Linked DNA regions of Mus musculus: regions 1, 2 and 4 are each linked to region 3. A link is a contact called in public HiChIP or PLAC-seq, Micro-C and promoter capture Hi-C data. All regions are on one chromosome and are shown on one strand. The core of a region is the stretch at or near the end of the contact, and the rest is flanking DNA. Distances in the headings are between cores, read along the strand shown. Region 1 holds the start of Kcnk13 (potassium channel, subfamily K, member 13). Region 2 holds the start of Calm1 (calmodulin 1). Region 3 holds the start of Eml5 (echinoderm microtubule associated protein like 5). Region 4 overlaps Tdp1 (tyrosyl-DNA phosphodiesterase 1).

Region 1 (2,921 bases), core at 377-2,876, 1.1 Mb before region 3:
AGTTGGCCAGGCGCTCTTCCCAGCGCTGCTTGGCCTGCAACTCCTGCGCTAGCTCCAGCGCGGAGAAGACTGCGGCGCCGCCCAGCAGGTAGAGCAGGATGAGCCCAGCGAGCAGCAGGAAGCGCGCGTTGTCCTCGTTCAGGTGGCCGGGGCTGCAGCCGCAACCGCGGCCAGCCATGGCACTGGAGGACAGCTCCGCGAGGGTTGCTGCCCGCGGACTTGTGCCCACGCCCCGGGGAGGATGTGCTCTGCCGACCTTAGCCTGCTCTGCGTGCGGGCTCGCCCATGCCCGCCGCGCGTTCCCCAAGGCGGCGTGGATCTCCCGGCCGCCGCCGCCTCCTCGGTGGTTCCTGTGTAGCCAGCTCCCCACGTCCGCCTGGACTCGTGGTTTCGAATCCGCTTTGTCGTCGCCGCCTCCCTGTCCTCTCTGGAGTTCTCCTTAAGGCTGAAGACCAGAGGGTCGGGACACAGAATCTGCTTCGACTTGGTGCGAGGGTGCGGGCGACCCGGGTTCACCCGAGCTCCTAATTCGGCTCAGATTGGGGAGGGGGCGTGGCGTGCCTTCAAGGCAAACTCCCTAGAACTTGAACTCCTCTTGAAGAAAAAAAAGGTCGTGGGTCCAGAGAGAATCGGCGGGTAAGCTTCACATCAAGGTCCGGGTTCCTCGGAGCATTGCTTTCCAAGCTGTGATGGCTGGGATACGGGCTGTTCTCTGTCTTCGGTGCCTCTCCAGGTGGATCTGTGTTGCGTATTAGTGACAATGTTCTGCCGAGAGCCTCTATCCACCAGAATAACCAGGGCTCAGAGGTCGGAACGGGTTTGGGGCAGACGCACGGACGCAGGGACAGTGCGAAGAGGCAGATCAGCCGGCTCGGATCTCTGCTGGGCACACAGGCTCCACGGCAGCACGAGGGCGGACCGCTGTGGGGAGGAGAACAGAGGGGGAGGTTGGAACAGTGAAGGAAGTTAGAAGCATCCTCCCAGGGAGCCTTCCTTGACTTCCCCCATACCAGATCGCCCTTGGCCTCTAGGGCCTGCACCGGGCGTTCTCTGTCCACACGTGCCGGCCCTGCCAGCCCATCTCCCGGAGAACCGGCCAAGGACAGCGGCCAGAAGAGTTCCATCTCTTTCACCCGGTTTTGATCGCCTCGGCTCTGTAGTTCTTGCGCAGTCAGTGGCGCTGAGCTGAGAACTCCAAGCTACAACATGTAAGCCGGCAACAAGGTTCTTTTGTGAACCGCTGGGGCGCCCACCCAGAGACCCCCAACTTGCCATGAGCTCTGGAGCCGCCGTCGCCTTCGCGTCTCACCTTCCCAAACGCACCTGCTCTGTGGAACAGGTTCAGGATGGTTCCTGGCTTCCCTTCTCAAGTGGCCTTGCCCTGCCCAGTGGGGCTGAGAGCAGAAGTCCGTGCCCAGAGCTGCCTTCTCTGTGGAGTGCTCAAAAACTGCAACAGGTGGAGCTCTGCAGCTGCCAACCGAGGCGACTCCACCCGGTACCCGCCCCTTGGCCTCAGGGCCAGTCTCCTGCTCAGGTCTCCTCCGCTGGCGCTCGCCTGGACCTCTAAACAGCGATGCTTCTACCAGGGAGTGCAGATCCCTGGAGTGGTTGCTTAACAGATAGGTCGAGAGCCTCGATGGTCTGCGTGGGTTCCTCTCAGGCCAGAAGAGGGCGCTGCGTGCCCTCCAGACACACCTGGTTCCCAGCAGTTTAGCCACAGGGGATCGAATATAGCTGTGTGAAGGAATGGATTCATAGCCACCCACGGTCTAAACAGAATTTCTCCGCCTTTAGAGAGAGAGAGAGTGGTCCCAGGAGACCCACCCACGATACTAGCCAGAAACAGAACTAGAAAAGCTTGCAGTTCTGTTGAATAGATGCAAATGATTTTGGTGAGAGTAACTAACAGACCGTTTATCTTGCATTGTGTCTCCTGGGGAGGAAGAACTTTAGAGGGTATTGAGTTCACACCCAGGGTGAGTAACCCAATTACCTTTACTAGTTTAAGAAACATCTCAAGTACATCAAAATCGAATGACGTTTACAATGACACAACACACCACCACCTAGATTCTACAAGTGACAGTTTACCAGGCTTGCTTATATTTACCCATTCCTTTCTAGTCACCAACCCACTCAGGATGCACTTTGAATGGTTGTAGACACCCACACACTTTCACCCCATCTCCAGCCAGTATTGGCCATTATTAAGAGCTCTATCCTCGGATTTTTGCTTTTGTGGTAAAATTTGCATGCAATGACATGTCATTGTACCATTAGGTGAGTCCTGATAACTTTGGGAGCCAAACAATGGTGGCCTCCCTCCCTTATCATCTAAAAGCCACCAAAGGATTAAAGCTCCCACAAATATCTTCCCAGTAAATCCCCACCCACATTCCTGCAGAGGTAGCCACTATTCTGATTTCTTTTTCCACCATGGAATATTTCTCCTTTATAGAACTTGGTTTTGTTTATTCAGGTCTCTGTATTCATAAGAACCAGTTATGTGTCTTGTGTAAAGTGTGTTCCTGAAGTGTACCGACTGACATCATTTCAAACTAGCTTTTTCTAACCCACAACAATGCAGTGTCCACATCCTATAGACTGTTGACAGAGCCAGCCATTTTATTTTTAAGCCTTCTGTATACAGGCACATAAACTTATCTCCTTGGGGTTTTGTGTTCTCTGGACACCTTGTATATTGGACTTTTGTAAATGGTTGGACTATTTTGCCCACTTAAAAGCTTGGTTTTGGAGCTGGGGAGATGGCCAAGTCAGTAATGTGCTCATCACAGTGTGAGGACCAGAGTTCAGCTCCCCAACACACATACAGAAGGATGAGCATAGCTGTGGACTTTTGACATCCTACTCCTCCTGAGCAGGTAGGGCCAAGTGGAGCTGGCTAGCCACAGTTCCGTAGC
Region 2 (3,049 bases), core at 71-2,570, 1.3 Mb before region 3:
AGAGACAAGGGGCATGCCGGGCGAGGGGCCGCACTAGGGTGAAGACCCAAAGGGGCCCCAGGACCGTGGTGCTGCCTATCTCCAGCACCTCCCACCGCTCCTGCTCCCCCAGGCACTGAGCCTGCCGCCGCCTCCTCCCCAGCAGAAACTTTGCGTCTCTAATGGAAACCGAGGAGCGCGCCAACTCTCTCCTCCCCCGCCCTGCCGCCCCAATTAGCGCGAGCCGAGCACCTCCCGCGGGAAGGGGCCTCCCCGCGGACACGAGCGATCGCGCCCGTCTCGCGCGGCACCGGGAGGGGGACCGAGGTCGCACGGCCCAGCCACGCGCGCGGCCACCCTGCGGGGCCCCGCCCGGGCGCAGGGCGGCCGCTTCCGCCCTCTCCGCCCCCCAGCCTTCGCCTTCCTGCCCCCAACCCCACCCTTCCCCGGCTCCTTCCTTCCCAGCTCACGCCCGCGCCGCGCCCCCCGGGAGGAAGGAGGGGACCGCAAGCGAGGGGGGACTCCCGACTGGGCTGGTCAGGGGGTCTGAAGGTGGCTGAGGACACCCCGAGGCCGCGGTCCAAGCCCTGTACGTCTCCCGGCTCGCCGCGACCCATTCATTCTCCGCGGTCGGGGACTGACTACCGGGACGTCGCGGCCTGCCCCGCCCGGCTCCCCCGCCCCGCTGGCCCCGGCCGAGGCGCTGCGCTGCAGGCAGCCCGGGTGCGGCGCGTTGGATGCAGTGGGTGCGGGGCTGGCGGAGGGGGTGGATGCGGAAGGCCCCGGTGCAGCTGTGGCAGCGGCTCCAGCCCGCGCACAGCCCACTGTAGAGTCCAGCCCCAGAGGCGCCCAAAACTCAGAGGAGGTTCTCTGGCAGCCAGAGCGGAGATGCAAACCCGAAAATACATCCCCTTTCACTGCAGCTGCTGCGTAACACCTGGCAAAATGGGGTAGGGGGTAACCTCAACCAGGAAAAGGGGGAGACCCCAAGACTCAACTACAAATCTGTTCAGAAAGCTCGGGCAGCTGCTACGTCTGCCACTGCCGATCCCAACCTACCATGGTGCGAGCGAAGGAAGGAAGAACGGAGCAGGCGAGGGTGGCTGCACCAGCGCAGGGGCTGTGACCGCCGAGGTGCCTCCGCTTCTGCTGCTGCTAACGCGCTACCTGCGTTGTGCGCTGAGCCTCAGCCGCCGCCCGACTTCGAGTAACGGCACCACGGACACGAGACTCCCAGCACCACTGCCGTAGCGCGAGCCTGTGTGCCGCGATATATATACGGTGCGCGGTATCCCTCCGCCGCGGCAGTACCGCCTCGCGCAGGGCGGCGCTGCGGCAGCCGGACCTCACCGCAAGGCTCCGCCCCCCAGGCGCGCCCGGCGCGGCGGGCCCATTACGCGGGCAGGGGTCACTGGGGAGTCGGAGACCTGAGCGAGGGTGCTGGTCTGTTGCTGCAAGAGTCCTCTAGAGCTGGAATGCCTGCGTAGCGAAATCTGGGGGGCCGTCCCGGGCTTCCAGGCGCGTGTCCGTCACTCAGCCCCACTTCACCTGTGTGTCCCCCCTCCCACCACTCCTGGTGGCTTCGAGGTTGCAGAGCCACCAATCCTGGGTCCCCCACAGGGGAGGACCTGGAGGAGATCTAGGGGCTGAGGACAGCCGCGGGGAGGCGGAATCCAACCTTAGCTGTAGAGGCGAGAGGACTGTGTTGAGGACACGGTGGTTGGCCTTGGGGAAGAAATTGGTCAGATAATGTTACTTTTCTCATTTTGGAGAACTGTCCGAGGCACAGTTAGAAGCTCAGTTGCTAGGTCTGTGTGGTGTTGACACGCTCAACCAGTCTAGTTTTCGTGTTTTTACATACCTACTAAAATTTTAAAGATGCTTGAAGAGTTGTCCCTTGCTAGGTTTGTTCCTTATTTCCTGTGGCAAATTCTATTAGGCCTGCTTCCAAAATTAACGTAGTGAGCGGCTTATGTCGCCCTCAGAGCCCACGCTTTTGAGTTTTTCCTAATTGTCCTGGTCCTGGAAATTCATAAATTGATATATACAAAGAAGGGGAAAGATACACAGGATCACTCTGATTACAGCTGGAACTTGTGCAGCCAATTGATTCTAGTAGGGTGCTCCACTATCTTAATTACAATCTTAATTATAGTCCTTAAATAATGTTTTAACCTTTAAATTTACTATTCTTTGTTCTTCTGTAAACTAGGGTGGGGGTGGGGACAGGGACGACCAAAAACTGTTTCAGGTCTTAGTTTGGAGCCTGGAACTTAAAAGAAGAAGAAGAAAATCTTAACAAAATGCTGCAGTTTCGTTTCTTGCCAAGACAAAGCGCAGAATTTGATCTTTTGTTTGCAAGGCCAGGACAAGCTGCAGGTTGTTTCTTCTTTCAGAAATTGTGGCAAAATGTGTGATTAGCATGCTCCTCTCTGGAAAGACTAGTTACCTTTCTTTTCTGGCTTTGTCAAAGTTTGCAGATAGGTGTTTTAAAAGATTCAAAAATGTCCCTGAACATTGCAAACGCCAGAGGACTTCTTAGGATCACCTCAGACAGTATGTCAGCAGCTGTGGGACTGCGCTTCAATTTGTTCTTCCTAGAATGCTACAGAAAGGGTTAACCTGCTGTTTAAGGAGAAGCTGTAGCAGGCAGCCCCCCCCCCCCAAGGGTACTGCTGGCCCTCTTGCAAATGGTTTAAAAACCATTCACAGTCAGACACATAATATCCCTATGTTCACAGAAAAGAGACTAATAAAAATTCAGTTTAAAGCATAGTCAATAATCCAATGAATTACAGGTCTACATAGCCAAGCTCATTATTATAACTAATGATTACTAAAGGAATTTGGATTTTTTTTTTTTGTCAGACTTCCTAAGGAAGTTAGCTAAGTGCATTTTAACATTTGGTATGCAGTGACAAGGGAGAAATGATGTCCTAAAAATGAAAATATGTTTAATTACTGGGGTCCTTTTGTTTCTGGTAGTCTTCCATCCCTTATAGTTATTTTGGTTACATAGCTACAATCTATGGTTTTGCAAAACCTGTCCAATACTTTCCTGTGTCATTTA
Region 3 (3,104 bases), core at 240-2,739:
AGGCTGGAGGATACATATCTCGGTGCCAACACATGAACAGAAAACCACAAATAACTCCATTTGCTTGAATTTTAGAATACACCCCACATGTCTGAACTATGTAGCTTCAGACTGGACTAGGAGGCATCAGATTACCAAAGGATTATTGTTCTTTTACGTAAATGGTTCACCAGATGTTTACTTGTTGATCCATATCTGGGGTCTGGTTGCATGACTTTCAGAAAGCGGTAACACCTTGTCCAGGGTAAAGGCTTGACTGACTTCTCTGCCATGACCCTGCTAACAGATCGCATAGAGAACTGGTGAGATTTGCTTTCCTCTCTTTAGTATTCATGAATGGTTCACTTTCCAGCCACCGCTGTGCCTCCGTCATCTCTTTTGGTCTTAAGTTGTCATCTGAGGATGGCTTAATTAAGAATGTTTTTGCTTCAAACTCTACCCTTGGGTCATTAAAAATTGCAATGGAAAATATGATAATGGGAAAATAAATTATTTAAATCTAGTATTAATCTGAAGTTCTTAAATATGTACCATGGGATCTGTAAAACATTGTGTTGAAAAAAAAACTGTACAGAGAGAAATTCTTATTCTTCTACACCCTACCTCATAAAAATTATATGTAGCTAGTGATTAATATTTCACGATGTACGGCAACAAATATTTAATTTTTTCTAAGCATACATAGATGTTACATAGTCAACATCTCTTCCAGGAGTAGTCTACCTGATCACAATTATTTAGGCCATCTGATTTCACAATTACTTTAAAACATGCCCTTCTTCATTTTAATCAAGAGATAATTGCTGCTATCCAAAACAGCAGCTGAAAGATCTGCCAGCGGGGTGGGGGTGGGTGGTGGTGGGGTGCGTGGGGGGGGGGGGTGGGTTCGGAGTTTTGGTGGGGACAGTGATGCACATTTGTAATCTCAGCATTCAGGAGACAAAAACAGGAGGATTATGAGTTTGAGGCCTGTTGAACAACAGTAGTAACAAATCCAGGACTATTTATTAGGACAGTGTATCTAATGTGTCAAAAGCACATTTGCGAGGTTAGGTTTTCTTCTTGCCAAATTTCTGGACCAGAGAGCACCATGATAAGCAAACACACACGTATATGTAAGGTATGGAGGAGGCGATTAAAGAATAAAGTGAACATTCTATTCTGGTGTTATTCATTGGCATATGAAATAGCTGAGGTCTAAGGGCAAGCGGGATTCCCCAGAGATTCCTGAGCAAGCAAACCCAGCAACAGGAATCCAAATCTGGGTGGGGTAATCCAGGTCTCGCGAGGGTGGGAACGGGTGCTTAGATCTTGGTAGGGAGGACTGCGTGGGGGGGGGGGGCGGGGGGGCGGGGGGCGTTAACCACAGCCTGGTGGTGGTGAGCAGGGAGCTCTCTGATTCCGCTCTACTCCGGGAGGGGCGGGGCCACCTGAGAGGTGGGGCTAGCGCAGGGGAGGGGCGGGGCCGCGCGGCTCCGCCCTCCCGCCACTCAGCTGGGCTCGGGAGCGCGCGGCGCGGCTCCGCCGGGGCTGTGGAGGCGAGGTAGCGGCTAGACCGGAGCGCCGCAGGTGACCCGGGCGGGGAGTCCGGTGCGCGGGGCGGGCGGAGAAGAAGCGGGCTGGAGGCGCGTCCCCGTCCCCCCTCTTCGCTTGGTTGTCTTCCAGCCTAAGGCACTGGGCTGAGGGGACACGGCGAGCTCCCAGACGCGCGAGGCTCCCGGACAGCCGGCGGCGCTCGCGGCCCTCAGCATGTTCGGTGAGGCGAGGCTTTTCCTCCCGCCCGTGGGCTGAAGCGGCGGCGGCGGCTGCGGCGGCCACGCAAGCGAGATGCACCTGCCGGGCTCGGCTTAGAGGAGCGTCCGGGCCGCCAGCGGGAGAGCTTTCGTCACCCAGCCCCGGCGGCGACCGCGGGCCCGAGCCGCAGCGACGGGTGGGCGCACCGACATGGCGGCTCGGAGCGCCCCGAGCTGCCACCTGCGGCTCGAGTGGGTGTACGGCTACCGGGGCCACCAGTGCCGCAACAACCTCTACTACACGGCGGCCAAGGAGATCGTGTACTTCGTGGCGGGGGTCGGCGTGGTGTATAGTCCGCGGGAGCATCGGCAGAAGTTCTTCCGCGGCCACAGCGACGACATCATCAGGTACGGGCTCGGGGAGGCGGAGGGGTGGGGTGGGAGGGGGACCGCTGTCACCCCTGCCGAGCGCCCTCGGAGTTTGCAGCTGCCTGTCCTTCTGGAAGTCGTGGCCGTTCACGCAAAGGGGCATCACCCAGGACAGCGATGTGCATCTATCTGGTTCGGAGCCCACCCACTTACCACTCCGCTTTCCGCAGCGCCCTTTTCTAGGGGAGCGAGCCTACGGATGCTCCGCAGGCCTTCGCTTGACTGGATTTGTGACCTTTTCCGTTCCATCAACATCAGGAGTTTAGACTCCGTGATTGGTTTCTTGTTAAAAAGGAAATCTTATTTCGCTAGGGAAAGGAAACACTTGACAGAAGACTAACCCAAGCTCTGCGGTACTCAACTCTTGGCCGTAGTTATTAGTTCAGATTTCACTATCTGCAATTATCAGCAGATAGCAAAGAAACTCATGTGTTACTCGGAAGGCAATTCACTAGAGGTTAAAATTCGCACGCTGGAAGGCACTTGGAGGGTATGTCTTTTATGAGAAATAACCTTTACCACACCGATTTCCGATTCTGTTTATCTTCATCAGAGTAACCTTAAGTTTACTTTCTTATTAGTAATTTCAATCACAGGGTGACAGTATCTTGCTCTCTATTGATCTGAATCTTAACGTTGGCCGAGATGTTTGGTAAGCTGTACATATAAAGGGTAATTTTCCACATTTCAGTCGAACTCTAATGTTAAAGTTGGGAGCGTTTGAATTGATTATTGCCTCAAGCACATTTCTGTCTTCCAACAAAGCGAATGTATTACAGAAAAATTTGCAAGTGTGTTATGTTGTTGCTTCTGTGTTCTTGACCCGGGTTCTGTGAGCAGGCATATTTGTTTCTTCGTGGATGTTTCGAATTAGGCACATCAAAAATCAGTATAGTGGTTTGATGCAGCGTAAGCAAGACACTCTGGTGCTGAAACTCTACG
Region 4 (2,730 bases), core at 129-2,628, 1.0 Mb before region 3:
CCCTCTGCCCATGTAGTTGGGACGCTCCCCTATCACCCACAGAGAAACATTCCTAGTTTCCATGGAGAGCCTCATACCAAGAGCGCTTATGGGAGGCTCATGATAAGTTGCTAGAAACACCTACTCTAGAGAAGGGACGCCATGAAGATGGCCTCGAGGTCACACCTTGCTCCACGAATCTTTTGGAGACCAAACACTGGTGACGGCAGTGGCTGCCATGGCCAGCACCAGCCTGAGCATCGCTGGATCAGCTGACTGGGTTCACTGTTAACTTCTTGTTAAGGATGTGTGTGTCCTTCAGGGTGACTGCTGTTACAGGGACACCTTGGCTGAAGAAGCACTTCTCTGGGTCTTAATTACTCGGCAGTCTAGGCGACAACTGCACAAAGAGAAGACATGACTTAAAAACTGAAGCTTGGGCTACCACAGTCCTGGGAATGGCAGAGGTGGGGACTGACAGTTACACAGACAACTGTCACAGTGCTGACAGTGACTGCTGAAGCTCAGACTAAGCAGCTGTAGTGAGAAGAGACGGACAGCCCTCAGCCATTGCTGCTGTCGTCTGTTCCTTAGCGCCCTTGGGAGCCCATCTTCTGCAATCACACACAGGCGGTGCGCGATGTTTTTCTTCTGCACTGGCTCTAGGCTTCTATGTACTGCCTTTAGGCTCTGTTTCCCTCTATGGACTGCAATTAAATGTCACAAAAAAGGAAAAAAAAATCTCACTGTGAAGGAAAAGACGGTCTCACGCTATAAATGATTCATGTTGTATCTTAGAACAGATAAGTTGGAATTCTGAGATTGTCAAATTTCCCTCTAAAACCTTTCCGTATGTAGATTCTCTCTCCAAGTACACAATAGCGTTCTTCTCTCGGGCCACTGAGAACACTTGCTAGATGCTATCTAGGACAACTGTGCATACTAATAGACAGAATACATCTTCAACGAGGATCGCTCTGATTAGGAGTGGTGCTCAGTTTTTTCTAATTGTGACCGTTTAATTGTGTGAAACTGTGTTTTAACATTCTGTCTTTCTTTTTTGATTATTTGAATATGAAGTGTCTCTTACCACAAAGCCTATTTCCTGGGCTCATGGTGTTACCCTGGAGGGGATAGAGACGTCAGGGGGTGAGGCTTGGCGGGAACACGTCAGTTGTTAGGGGCAGGTCCTTGGGGCATCCTGTTCCTATCTCCTCTATGTCTCTTTCTGTGCCTGGTCCACCCTGTGGTGAGCCTTCCCACATGCTCCCACCACAATGTTTGGCTTCACCATGGCCATGGAACCAGCAGGGCCAAGGACTGCAGAGTGGACTGCCTGCCACCTCTGATATGGCAAGCCAAAGCACACAACCCCTCCTGAGAGCTTTTCTCTCAGCTGTTTGTTACAGAGATGGAAAGTCTGAGTAATGCAGGCAATGTGTTTTGGTTCATTATTGCTCTAACAGATGGCCATAAGGTCCGTGCCTTCAAATAACAAATTTACTATCATGCTCCTGGTAATGAGGAGTTCCAAATGGGTCACACTGGGCTAAAATCTAGGTATTGATTGGCAGGGTGTTTAAATCCCCCCCCCCAAGGTTCTAGAGAAGAATTCTAGAGATTCCCCCAGTGTTTAGGAGATTTTTTTTTTTTTTTTTTTTTTAAAGAGAAGGTCTCACTATGTGATACTGGCTGGTCTAGAACTCACATATTCTCTGCCTCTGCCTTCTGAGTATTGGTATTAAAGGCATATGTCAGCATACCTGGCCCCCAGTATTTAAAGGCTGGTTGTCTATCTGTTCCTCCATGTTTCAGGCTAATTCCCTTCTGGTTCAGTCTCATTTGGTCAGACCCCAATACCTCAGGCATTATGGACCTATGGGCTTCATAGGTTAACATTTTTAGCCAGCTTTCTAATGTAGCCTATAGCATGTTTCCAATAAGGGCCCCAGATTGGGTCTCTCTATCCTAGAACAGAGCTCCAAATGTGTCTCTCTGCCCCAGGTTTCTCATCCTGTACTGATTCTTAGAGCCTATAGTTCTCAGAAAATATCCTTTCAAGCAAAGCCTCAAATAAATACCAGAGCCTGGCATCGGAGGCCCTCCAGAAAGGCTGGGCCCATGCTTTTCAGCAGCGTTCCCTGTTGCTGCCTTGATTCTTCTGCTTCTGACACCCCCACAGATCACAAACATCCTCTCTGTCCTTCTGCCCACACCTTAGAAGCCCGAGTCCTTTCCTCCCCCGTGAGCTCATCTCTTTCAGAAGCTGTCGGCTGCTACTCCAGCCCCCAGATCTTTCCTAACACAGAATTCTGAATTTGTCGGGAACATCGACTTGATTCAGGAAAAGGGGCTGATTCACACAGCTTAGAAGATACAACTGGTTCAGACTTGTGGTTGGAGAACCAAGATTGTAGATGGAGGACTAAAACATCTTAAGTCAAAATTTAGAGAAAAAGTCTGCAGAGCTAAACACAAACAATGCAAAGGGAGATAGAGGATTAGCAGACACAGAGCTTGAATCACGTAAACTCTGACCACAGTTAGTGCTATCCTGCCAGTCTCAGCTTCCCCAGCAGGAAATACAGTGATGCCTGCCTCGGATCACTGGTATGAGGGGTCTTCCACACGAGGTGTGTAAAGTCCCAGCACATGAATGGTACTTAACAAACGTGCTTACCACATCAATACTCTGTAAGTTTGTGGGCAGTGACTCTGACCCTTTCCTCTGGGGTGACTCAATGCTCTGGA

The links. Promoter capture Hi-C pulls out the DNA fragments that hold promoters and counts their contacts. Hi-C and Micro-C count contacts between places; a contact is called where the count stands out from the background. HiChIP or PLAC-seq counts read pairs in DNA pulled down with a chosen protein or histone mark.
Region 1: a contact with region 3 is called in an H3K4me3 HiChIP or PLAC-seq map of embryonic forebrain, with 5 times the contacts expected there. The contact joins the promoter of Kcnk13 here to the promoter of Eml5 in region 3. A contact is called at or near these places in 6 of 39 promoter capture datasets (embryonic stem cells, frontonasal cranial neural crest, hippocampal neurons and 2 more) and 6 of 115 datasets of contacts at active chromatin or transcription factors (astrocytes, embryonic forebrain, embryonic stem cells and 3 more).
Region 2: a Micro-C map of embryonic stem cells shows a contact between it and region 3, with 8 times the contacts expected there. The contact joins the promoter of Calm1 here to the promoter of Eml5 in region 3. A contact is called at or near these places in 1 of 39 promoter capture datasets (pre-B cells), 2 of 484 Hi-C or Micro-C datasets (CD4 T cells and embryonic stem cells) and 1 of 115 datasets of contacts at active chromatin or transcription factors (astrocytes).
Region 4: a promoter capture Hi-C map of hippocampal neurons shows a contact between it and region 3, with 2.9 times the contacts expected there. The contact joins the enhancer-like site here to the promoter of Eml5 in region 3. A contact is called at or near these places in 11 of 39 promoter capture datasets (the 3T3-L1 cell line, the HPC-7 cell line, embryonic stem cells and 5 more) and 1 of 115 datasets of contacts at active chromatin or transcription factors (astrocytes).

Annotation. Positions count from the first base shown.
Region 1 is chr12:99,963,204-99,966,124 of GRCm38.p6, reverse strand. It overlaps Kcnk13 (potassium channel, subfamily K, member 13), which reads right to left and starts at 1,626. Exons shown (of 3, transcript NM_146037.2): 1 at 1,324-1,626; 2 at 1-921. The coding sequence starts at 178.
Region 2 is chr12:100,197,706-100,200,754 of GRCm38.p6, reverse strand. It overlaps Calm1 (calmodulin 1), which reads right to left and starts at 1,320. Exons shown (of 6, transcript NM_009790.5): 1 at 1,039-1,320. The coding sequence starts at 1,041.
Region 3 is chr12:98,899,869-98,902,972 of GRCm38.p6, reverse strand. Eml5 (echinoderm microtubule associated protein like 5) reads left to right here and starts at 1,489. Exons shown (of 44, transcript NM_001081191.1): 1 at 1,489-2,141. The coding sequence starts at 1,945.
Region 4 is chr12:99,928,014-99,930,743 of GRCm38.p6, reverse strand. The region is part of intron 13 of Tdp1 (tyrosyl-DNA phosphodiesterase 1); the gene reads right to left. Among named protein-coding and RNA genes, the nearest start is that of Kcnk13, 35 kb to the left of the region's middle. Within about 2 kb of position 1,378, at least 15 of the 459 cell types and tissues checked have an H3K27ac peak or open chromatin away from gene starts, as enhancers often do. A contact at or near this core is called in hippocampal neurons, where this site is marked.